2 separate regions of the Zea mays genome follow, and region 2 is linked to region 1. A link is a contact called in public Hi-C data. All regions are on one chromosome and are shown on one strand. The core of a region is the stretch at or near the end of the contact, and the rest is flanking DNA. Distances in the headings are between cores, read along the strand shown. Region 1 holds the start of LOC103643978 (BTB/POZ domain-containing protein At5g66560). Region 2 holds the start of LOC100384369 (CwfJ-like family protein).

The links. Hi-C and Micro-C count contacts between places; a contact is called where the count stands out from the background.
Region 2: a contact with region 1 is called in a Hi-C map of ear, with 4 times the contacts expected there. The contact joins the promoter of LOC100384369 here to the promoter of LOC103643978 in region 1. A contact is called at or near these places in 3 of 25 Hi-C or Micro-C datasets (ear, leaf and tassel).

Annotation. Positions count from the first base shown.
Region 1 is chr1:281,042,525-281,048,236 of Zm-B73-REFERENCE-NAM-5.0, forward strand. It overlaps LOC103643978 (BTB/POZ domain-containing protein At5g66560), which reads left to right and starts at 1,771. Exons shown (of 4, transcript XM_008667153.4): 1 at 1,771-2,742; 2 at 2,874-2,943; 3 at 3,021-4,271; 4 at 4,411-5,385. The coding sequence starts at 2,699. The coding sequence ends at 4,941.
Region 2 is chr1:281,329,919-281,335,171 of Zm-B73-REFERENCE-NAM-5.0, forward strand. It overlaps LOC100384369 (CwfJ-like family protein), which reads left to right and starts at 3,292. Exons shown (of 8, transcript NM_001357634.1): 1 at 3,292-4,101; 2 at 4,208-4,407; 3 at 4,498-4,698; 4 at 4,773-5,253. The coding sequence starts at 3,753.

The DNA.
Region 1 (5,712 bases), core at 521-3,020:
ACATTTTGATACGAAGGTTGGTAAGGCGTGTTTAGTTATTAAACAGACTCTTCAGCAGATTGTTGAGAAACAATACAATCTAACTTACGTTTTTGGCGAGTTAATTGATGAGGTCCTCCGCGCTGAGTCGAGGGACAATGAAGATGGTTATGATGTGCAGAAAACAACTACAAAATCAGATGATATTCTTCCCCATACGGCAGGTTAGTCAGTTTTATGGTCTTTACGTCAATATAAAAAAGTTATGCAATCATTTGTCGATATCGTTTTGATGCCATTATTTTAAACAATGTTTTTTTGTTTACATGATACATAAAAAGGATGTACGTGTCCGCCCCCCCCCCCCCAATTGTACCTGATATGTCTACGCCAGCATCCCAGCAGGATACGCAGTTTACAGACACACAGGTACATGAATTACTGTTAAGGCAACAACATATTCGTGTACTATTAGAAAGTTGCCCCGGTGAAGCTGATATTGATCCACTGGTTCATACAAATATAACGAAACAGAACAAAACACCTACAACCCCAGTGATAATGTTTTTCTTATTACTTGTATTTTTCATTGAAGGGTTGTATTCATCGTTTTCTTTAAATAGCATATAACCATTACAATTTTTTCAGGGTAAACATGGTGACGGTGGCCAGAACATGCCGACCAACACAAACGTCACTCCTAAAGCAACACCACATACGGAATCTTCCGACCGATATTTGATGCGACGCCGCAAATAAAGGTATGAGTACACCGCCTCGTTGTTTTTTCTATATTATTATTAGTAGTTTACTAAACTTCTAATCCATTTATACCATAATTGTTAGTCTACTGGCGGCGTCCAACAAGCGGCAGAAACAGATCTCCCCGACAGTCGTCCATGCTTTGATCAGACTCCATCTGAACATGTCAGCTCAGTAATTTCTATTTTCATTATAGTTGTCGAAACTGTTCACAGATTTCATACAGTCATGCTTCACAGTCTGACTAGTTTATGCATTACACAAAGCAGTGTTATGCATATTTGCACATACATGTATGCTAAGTAGATGTACATGTATCCATATCTGTTAATTGCTTATGATAAATTCCACATACATTTATGTCAGTTTGCAAGCTGATTTATGACACTTGATTCGGATCAGTAATGTCAGCTCAATAATCTTACGCCAGTTTATGACACTTGATTCCACATATGTTTATTCCAGTTTATATGCTCAGTAATTTTTATTTTCATTATAGTTGTCAAAACTGTTCACAGATTTATATGTATATTTTCATATATATGATCACATTCCCTTTTACCAAACCAGCTCTGGCTGGCTTCTCCTGGGCCATGATCTGTACGACTTGGACATGTATTCGAATTTTTTTAGTAAATTTATATGAACTGATGCGAAAATTCACTTGCACAGCTACTCAGTTAGTATTTAGCCGGCGGGAAAAGGGAATGGTTTCACTCTGCACCAGGGTGCAAGTATATGAATTGTCATTTGTCAGTAAGTGTGAGTTGGTGGTCGTCGTTCGTTTAATCGTTAGCTCTGTTTATCCTGGCGCACCCGTGTCGCTCGTGGCCGGCCGCGTCGGGCTGCCTGGAAAAGGAAAACGACCGCGGGAAAGGGGAGAGAGAAAAGGGAACGGTGCGAAAACGAAATGGCCAGCGGCAAAGCGCACACCTAAAAGCAGCGCCAAAGAATAAAGGGAAAAAAAAGGAGCAAGAATTCTGGTTAAAAAAAACAAATCTACGTACATGGCGTAGCGCGTACTGCTCGAAACATTACTGTATTATTATTAGTACCAGTTTGCTTTACAGTTAAGAGTACTCGACAGGCGGCAGTGGCAACCCAACAACATTCATACACACACACACAAAAAAAAGTATACTAGTAGGGAACTGAAACCAAAACATGGAGCGCAGTAGTGCAGATCGATTGTTCATTTCTCGGCTGCGCCGTACTACGCGGTTCGCCGCCTGAAATTGTTTCCGAGGGCATCCAATCCACATATCTTTTTCACAAAGGTTTTGCTGTTGGGTGTCGACTGTCGACGCAAGAAAGAGACCGCCTTTTGCTGCTATAATTTCATTCCCTTTTCCCGGCTGTCCAAATCCATAGCCGTAGACCGACGCAAGCAGGCAGGCAGGCGTAGGTGAGGTCTACCCGCCCGCCCAACAAGTTTCCAAGCGTTCCCTCTCATGCTTGCTTGACGTGGAGTGGTTAGGTCACACGCACGCACCTCATCGCCCACCCCTCCACCGCCGCGCCCGCGCCGGTCCCCAGCCACAGCCAAGAGAACACGCACGAAAGACGAAGAAGAAGAAGAAAAACGGCAGTAGATGAGCGGCGGCAAGCCGGCAGCCGGTTGATGACCGAAAGATTTTTAACCAAACCACGAGCAGCAGCAACGAGACGTAGCTTTCCATACATCGGCTGTCCTGTCCTTCCTTGTTTATCCCCACAGCAATAACTTCCTCTTCTGCTGACACTGGCCTGGGAAGTGGGATTCTGATGCCAATTTAATTGGCCAGGTAGGCGCCCTGAATTGCCACACCTACCGGCCCGCCCCAACCCAATCATACATCCATACGGCTACGAGCGACGGAGCGAGCGAGGGAAGTTGATGTTGTAGATGCCATCCTTCCTCTCCTCCTTCCGGATCGTAGTCGTGGCTTGACTCAGCGTAGCGGCCAGGGCAGCGGCCATGTCGTCGTCGGTCCGGCACGGCTCGTCGAGGGGCCAGGCATGGTGAGTTAAGTAGTGAGCGCCGCTGGCTGTACTATTTGAATTGCGGCCGGTGTTTCGATTCCATGCAGGATTCCGTTGCTTTCCCCTCGCGTGTCCGTCGTGTTGACGATGCGTTCCGTATCTCGCGCCAGGTTCTGCACCACGGGCCTGCCCAGCGACGTCGTCTTCGAGGTGCACGACATGACCTTCCACCTCCACAAGGTGAGTTCTTGGGCTGCTCTAGTCGTCGGGGGCTGCGTCTTGCTCGATGAAATTCCGCTGAGGCGTTTCCCGCGCAGTTCCCGCTCATGTCCAAGAGCCTCAAGATCCACCGCATGCTCAGCGAGCAGGAGGACCAGCGTCCGACGCGGGGACGGCGGCAGCGGAGGAGACAGGTGAGGAGCAGTGACGGAGACGATGACGGTGCTGCGGAAACAGAGATCGAGGAGGAAGAAGCCGAGCCTGAGCAGCAGCAGGTTAGGACGGAGGGGGAGGGCGACGGGCAGCCGTACTGCATTGCGTTCCCCGACTTCCCGGGCGGGCCGGGCACGTTCGAGGCGGCCGCCAAGTTCTGCTACGGCGTCCGCGTGGACCTCACCCCCTGGAACGTCGCGCCGCTGCGGTGCGCGGCCGAGTACCTGGAGATGACGGAGGACCACGCCGAGGACAACCTCGCGGCGCGCGCGGAGGCGTACCTGGACCAGGCCGTGCTGCGGCACCCCGGCGACGCCACCAAGGCGCTCAAGTCCTGCGAGGAGCTGCTGCCGCTCGCCGAGGACCTCGGCATTGTGTCCCGCTGCGTGGAGGCCATCGCCGCGCGCTCGTCGTCCGCGTCGCGGTCCTGGTTCGACGACCTGGCCGTGCTCGGCCTGCGCATGTACAAGCGGGTGATGGCGGCCATGGCCGCGCGCGGCGACGTCAGGGCGGAGGCCAGGGAGAGCTGCCTCGTGTCCTACGCCAGGGGCACCATCCCGGGGCTGTCGAGGTCCATGCGGCGCCGCCTCGCGTCCGCGCCCGTGTCCTCCGAGGTGGAGCAGAAGGAGCTCCTCGAGGCGGTGGTCGCCAGCCTCCCCGCGGACAAGTGCTCGGGGCGCGTCGTCACCGCCAAGTTCCTCTTCGCGCTGCTGCGGACGGCGCACATCTTGCGCGCGTCGGACGCCGCGCGCGCGGCGCTCGAGCGGAAGGCCGCCACGCAGCTGCAGCAGGCCGCGCTGGAGGACGTGCTCATCCCGAGCTACTCCGGCACCGCGGAGACGCTCTACGACGTGGACTGCGTCCAGCGGATCGTCAGGTATTTCCTCGCGGAGGAGGAGCTCGGCGGGGAGGCGTCGTCTTCGGCCGCGATCGAGGAGGAGGAAGCGGTGGCCGTGGCGCGGCCGTCCGCCGTGGTCATGGTGCAGGTGGGCAAGCTGGTGGACAATTACCTCGCCGAGGTCGCGTCAGACGCCAACCTCAAGCCCGCCAAGTTCTGCGACCTCGCGCTTTCGTTGCCCGACCATGCCCGTATCTACGACGATGGCGTCTACCGCGCCGTCGACATCTACCTCAAGGTACGTGCCAGATCACCACGGAACATGTCGTCCACGCTAAAAGGACAAAGAAAATATGTCTCCTTTCGAGCTGTCACGCTCACGCCCAAAGACCTCCGTCTCTTTTGGCCACCCACCGACTGGCTACTAAAATTTGCAGGCGCACCCGCGGCTGACAGCGGAGGAGCGGGACCGGGTGGTGGGCGTGGTGGACTGCCGGAAGCTGACGGTGGAGGCGTGCACGCACGCGGCGCAGAACGAGCGGCTCCCGCTGCGGGCGGTCCTGCAGGTGCTCTTCTTCGAGCAGCTGCAGCTCCGGCGCGCCATCGCGGGCACGCTCCTGGCGCCCTCCGCCGGCGCCGCTCCGCGCGAGGCTGCGGCGTGGCGAGGCGCGACGGCGCTGGCGCAGGACAGCCAGGTGCTGCGGCTGGACATGGACAGCATGGCGAGCCGGGTGCAGGATCTGGAGCGCGAGTGCTCCAGCATGCGCAGGGCCATCAAGAAGATCGACGGGCGCGGCGGCAGCGGCAGCGGCAGCCGGTCCCCCGGCGGCCGCAGCGCGGACGGGTCCAGGCCCGCGGCGGGCGGGTGGAGGGCGCGGCACGGGTGCAAATTCAGCACGCAGGTGTGCGACTCGCACGCGCGCAACGTGGTGGCGTCCAGGGCGTCCAGGATGGGGATGAGCCCGTAGCCACCGCTCGTGCAGTGCGGCCGTCCTCTCCGTCCGGCGCTCTCGGTCCAGACATGGGATTTCTCACGCGATCGCGATTCACAGTGACACACGACCAGAGAGATCAGCACGGGAAGAGAATGGCTGAGAAGTTCCAGATCTTTTACCGCTCCAAGTCTCAGCACCAGCCTCTCAGGTCTCGCACGTTTTTACATCTCTCGTTCGTGGACGTGAGAGGTGTGATGGCCATTTGTTCGTTTGTTGTGCGTGTCGTGTCGCCCCAAATGGGCGTGGATCCGTGTGAGTTGTCTTGTCTGTGCCGGAGGGAGGGCGGTCTGTAACTCGCCAGCAAGCCGTTTCCATTCAGCTTGTTTCTACTACTCGATTGCGCCGTGCATATCCGGTTGGATTTTTTACTGTACTAATGTGGGTTCTGATGTATAAAAGTTCAGATAATACCCACCATCCACACTGGTTGGTGTCCTCTCTCTTCTCTTCTCTCGCAGAGGAAAGAGAGACATGAATAGCCTTTTGTCGCCTGGGTGGAGAAAGCCTGAAATGTAGCAGAAAGTAGGCACTCAATCTGCTACTTGGCGATACATTTTCGAGCCTATCTGACATCCACGAATCCAACCAAATGCACGCCACAGTTTGGCTGCAGTCCCACCTCCATTTGCTTTGCGCGTGTCGAAAACTTTATGCTCGCCTTTTTTTATCGTGGTGCCCTACTGCCCTGCAATCTAGCGTGCGGGGGAGAAAGATTCTGGATCCTGCGTGCCCATTGTTTTGAAA
Region 2 (5,253 bases), core at 2,042-4,541, 290 kb after region 1:
AAAGTATAAAAAGATAAAGAAGATGAGAGAAGATAGAGAACACTCTTACATGCATAGTAGACATGAATCTGCTCTAAAATTTAGAACATTGAAACATTTATCAGTAGTTATTAGTAGGGGCGGATTTAGACCTAGACGTCGTAACCTGAGGCATGGCCCATATATCTACAATATGTCCATCATATCTTCCGTGGGCCATTTTTCTTAATTCACTCATGTGTCCCAAGCGATCAAGCTGTCCAGCATTCGTCAAATCCGCCGCCATCCACCAGGTTCCATCTCCATCGCTCTCGCAGCCTCGCATGTCGCACCGGTTCAACTAGAGATGTCAATGAGAAATTTCCACCGGGCTATAGTATCACATATCTATTTTTATCATGTTTGTTACATCTTTATATCCATCCCTATATCCATCATGGGTGCAAAAATTATCTCATACCCATCCTTATTCGGGTTTTGGGTTCCCAATGGGTCTTCATCCCCAATTAGGGGATAACTAGGTACTAACAGCAAACATAAACTATCCAAATTTCAGACATCACCACATCAGCAAGCCCTCATCCATGTATCATGATCCATTCATCCATCCATCGGATAAGAAATCAATACTTTTGGACCAATAGAAGAAATGAAGAAATGGAGTCCACTCATCTTCCTTGGTCACCATCTGAGTTCGTTGGCGCATGAGGATCCATGGTTGTCACTGTCATCCTAAGCTCCCAGCAGTCGGCGGTGCTCCTCGTCTCATGTGAAGTCGCTAGTGTGCAATGCCAGCGCAACTATCCAGCGCGTGCGGCAGTTGGCCGGCTGGGCAGGGTGTAGCGTATGGATGATTATTTTAGGGTTTTGTTTTTATGCTAGTCTGCTAGTTGCCTTGACGTGTTGCCTTGTTGGGCTAGAACCTAGGGCCCGGTGCGCTGTCGTGCTGGACTTGGTGACCAGCTCAATTTCAACTCATCTATACTATACTTAAAGCACCAGTTTCAACGGTCGTCATGCGTTGTTAAAAAACGGTGCAAGAGGTGGGATTCGAACCCATGCCCTAATGAAAGAAGGGCGGAAGACACTGGGTGGAATTGTCTAACCAGTAGAACATCATGTTAAGATGTTTTTAATATTGAATATAAATTGTATATAGGTATATACGTTTTTTTGTAAAAAAAAATAATCGTGTCGAGCCGGGCCAGCACTACGGGCCGAGGCTACAGCCCAAGCACGGCACGACGTTCTTGGTTCTTGCAAGCATTAGGTCGTTTCTGAGACCAAATTTGCGCAATGGACTACATGGTGTTTGACGTTGCTGAATTGGATGGAGCAGCAATGATTTGTCACACTAACAGCAAAATGAAAGGTTATTTATTGGTTCTAAACGTTAGTAATTGCTACGAAGTAGCATAATTTATATGGAGCACATCCAATTTTTATTGATGCCTGACTTTAGCAATCACTCCATATTTTGATCTATCTTTTTTATAAGTTTGACTTCATGGGACTTATTTTAGAAACTTGATCTCACAAACTTTCTCTTATTTGGTCTATGTATGATGGAATTATGTCATTTTATAATCTCTGTTCATTCAGTCAATCGTTATGAACTCTTTTCTAATCGCTCACTTCATTGGTCGTGTTGTAACAAAACATATTTGCATGGAGTAAACAATAACATCAGTTAGCCAAATCAAAAAATATATTATACAGAGAGCGGAGACAATCAATAAAAAATCTTGAATTTTTTTGATGGATAGTTTACGTGGGTATTGTTGTAAGCCGTCGCAACGCACGGGCAACTGACTAGTTTATACAAACATGACAGATATACACATATGAAATAACCATGAGTTTGGATTATTGCTTCCTAGACCCATACTCGTTCAATGGGTGAATATTTTGTCCCATATCTATACCCATGTAGACAATTTTTATTCTATAACCATACTCTAAGGGCTTGTTCGGTTAGCTTTCAATCCATGTGAATTAAGTGAGATTAGGTGTGTTTAAATCCTAAACAAGTCAAACCTCTTCTTAATTTTTTCTAATAGGCCTAATAGGAAAATTCCCCACAGGTTATCTGGTAGAGAACATATCTGATGCACATAGAAGATTGGTGCACATGGTGCACATATTAAATTATCACCACTCATTTTAGATCTAACGTCTCTAGTTATTTGGTATATTTTGCTGAGGACACCCTCCAACGTGGTGGTGTGTAGTGGTGGAAGGTGTTATTTGTAAATTGAATGATCAACTAGAAATATTAGATCTAAAATGAGTTGTGATGATTTAATATGTGCACCATGTGCACCAGATATGTCCTCTGTGTGGTATCGGTCCCCCGTTGACGTCTCTAGGGCCCTGTTTGTTTTGGCTTCTGGCAGCTTCTGGCCATCAAAAGCTGCTGCGGACTGCCAAACGCTCAGCTTTCACATAATCAGTTGAGTCGTTGTAACAGTAGGAATCTGTCACTTTCTAGATCCTGAGCCCTATGAATAATTTTATCTTCCTCCACACGTAATCGTAATGATACTTAGATTCTTCCCACAGCCAGATTCTCCTCACAGATATATTTTTAGAAAAGATGGTCAGAAAAAGAAAAAAGCTGAACAACATGCCCTAGGTTCGACTAGAGATGGCAATGGGGACCCGATCCCCGATTCCCCGCGGGGAATTCCTCTATTAGGCCTTGTTCAGTTATTCCCAATACACATAGATTGAATGGGATTGAAAAAAAATTAAGAAGGAGTTTAACTTGTTTGGGATTCAAACCCATCCAATACCACTCAATCCACATGGATTGAGAGCTAACCGAACAAGCCCTTAGGGGATGGGGATGAGGAAATTTCTTCCCCCACGGGGATGTAAATGGGGAAAATTTCTCCCCCGACGGGTAAACGGGGACGGGATGGGGAAGCATTCCTCCCCGCGGGGACCCGTTAAACTTACATATGACGATGTTTTTATATAATAGTTAATAATAGAAATAAAAAATTATCTTGACAAGAGATCAATAGTTGTACAAATGCATTCATTTTAATATACACATAATAATTTTTACATCTAACAATGTGTATAAGTGACAATGTTTTATATTAATAACAAATGAAGTACGATCTAATTATAATTTAAGCGGGTACGGGGATCCCGATGGGGATTTATCTCCGTGGGTAATGGGGATGGGGAAGAAATGTCTCCCGCAAACGTTCGTGGGATCCCGCGAGGAAATTTTTTCGTCACGGGGACGGGATGGGGAGCTAAAACCCGACGGGGAATTTCTCGTTGGTAAAGGGTTCGACAGTTCGCCAACGCCCAGCTTTCTACGTGCTCCGGCCAGCGCCGCCTCGCCCAGCCACCTCCGCGGCTCCGCTCCTCTGCCTCGGCCTCGCGCCCTCTCCCAGCAGCTTCCTCCTGCTCGCCCCTCGCCGTCTCCGGGCGACCGGGCCTGCAGGCGCCGGCGCCTCGCCGCGGCGCCGCCCGGAGCGGCAGCTCCTCGGCCGGCTCCCCTCAGCGGCACTTTGGCACGGCACTTCCGCAGGGCCCAGGTCCCAGCGACAGCCGACAGGCTCACAGGCAACACCCCTTCAGGCCTCAGGAGCTGTCTCAAGCCTACAGCCGTTCCGCCTCGCTCTTGTATCTGACGGTCTGACCCTACCCTATCTCTGAGGAGGTCGAATCTGGCCTGCCCTTCTCTCTCTTTCTCCTACGATCCTTTCTCTCAGTCCAACGAAACCCTCGGAGGCACGGTTCGGTTCGACGACATGCTGTCTGGCGTGAAGCTGGTTCCGCGAGACCAGATCCAGTCTGATCAGAAGCGTAGGGGTGACCAGGGCTCCGATTCCGACTCCTCCGACGGCAAGAGGCCGTGGAAGCACAGTAAAAGAGGGCGGGACAAGAAAGAGAAGAAGAGACGAAGCAGCCGGCGGCAGCGGAGGCGGAGCAAGAGGTACTCGTCGGAAGATTCTTTGGGGTCAGACACCGACGATTCAATCGGAGAGGAAGAGGAGGATGATGTCAGTCGGAGCAAGCGTCGCGGGAAGGACAGGAGGCGGCGACGCAACTTCTCTGACGACGATGATTCCGAATCCGGCGAATCTGACCGGGGAAGAGGTAAATAAACTAGTACAAAATTTGGTCAGCATTTGTTCTTCTGTTGTAATTTTGATAAGCTTGGATATCTTTATCTGATCATATGAGGTATTGCCATTTGTTACAGCCTCTCGCAGGGGGAAGCAGAGACGTGATGACGAGGATGAGGAGGAAGAGACTGAAGGTGATGGGCTTAGGGCAAGTGAGGTGGTCAGGAGGGAGATGGGGCTTGAATGGATGCTCAAGCCAGCAAGCAGCAGCCAAACTGAGGGCACCGGTGTTCGTAAGGTTGATAATGTCGAGAAGGATGAATCTGCACATGAAGAGGTAATGACAATGCACCATCTTGCATGTGATTGCCCTGACTGTTTTTGTCGATAAGCTGTAGTAATCCGCCTTTTGCTTGACTGTTGATAGATTATGAGACCGAACCCAAAGGAACTTAACCCATACCTTAAAGATAATGGAACCGGATACCCAGAAGAATCAACCCCATCAAATGCTGGCAGTCAGTTGCTTGCATCCTCTGTTGTGGGTGATGGAGGTGCCAGCTGGAGACTTAAAGCTTTGAAGCGTGCAAAGGAGCAAGCTGCTCGCGAAGGAAGAAAACTTGAGGAGGTATGCAATTATTCTCAGTAACCAATTCATTTTTTTATTTCTCATTAAATTTTGTGACTATTCAATTTCTATAGGTTGTTGAAGAGAGATGGAGCTCATTAGGCGACTTAGCTGTTTCAGTATCAGCATCAAGAGCTGCCCATTCACATGCTCATTTGCATGCCATTAGAGGCAGAAAATCTGGTAATGCTGACAACTCAGAAGAACGTGTTAAAAGAAATCCAGAGGGTCAGCTGGATGGTAGCAGTGGCAGACGTGAATATCTACGGGATGTTTCTTCTCAGCACCATGCCATGAGAAAACCAAAACCTGATTCTGTCCCATGGAAAAAGAGAAGACAGAATATATCTTCTGAAGATCAGGCACTTATCTCATCAGCGGTAGCAAGCTTAAATAAGTTTTCTGATGATGGAAGCTTTATGGAAAAGATTAGCAATGTTGAGAGCAAGAACACAAATGTTTCCACTGCTAGTGCTAGTGCTGATGAGCAGAGGGACAATGGGCAGAAAACCCCTAAGGAGAGTTCAAACAAAGTACAATTAGTGAGCACTCAGA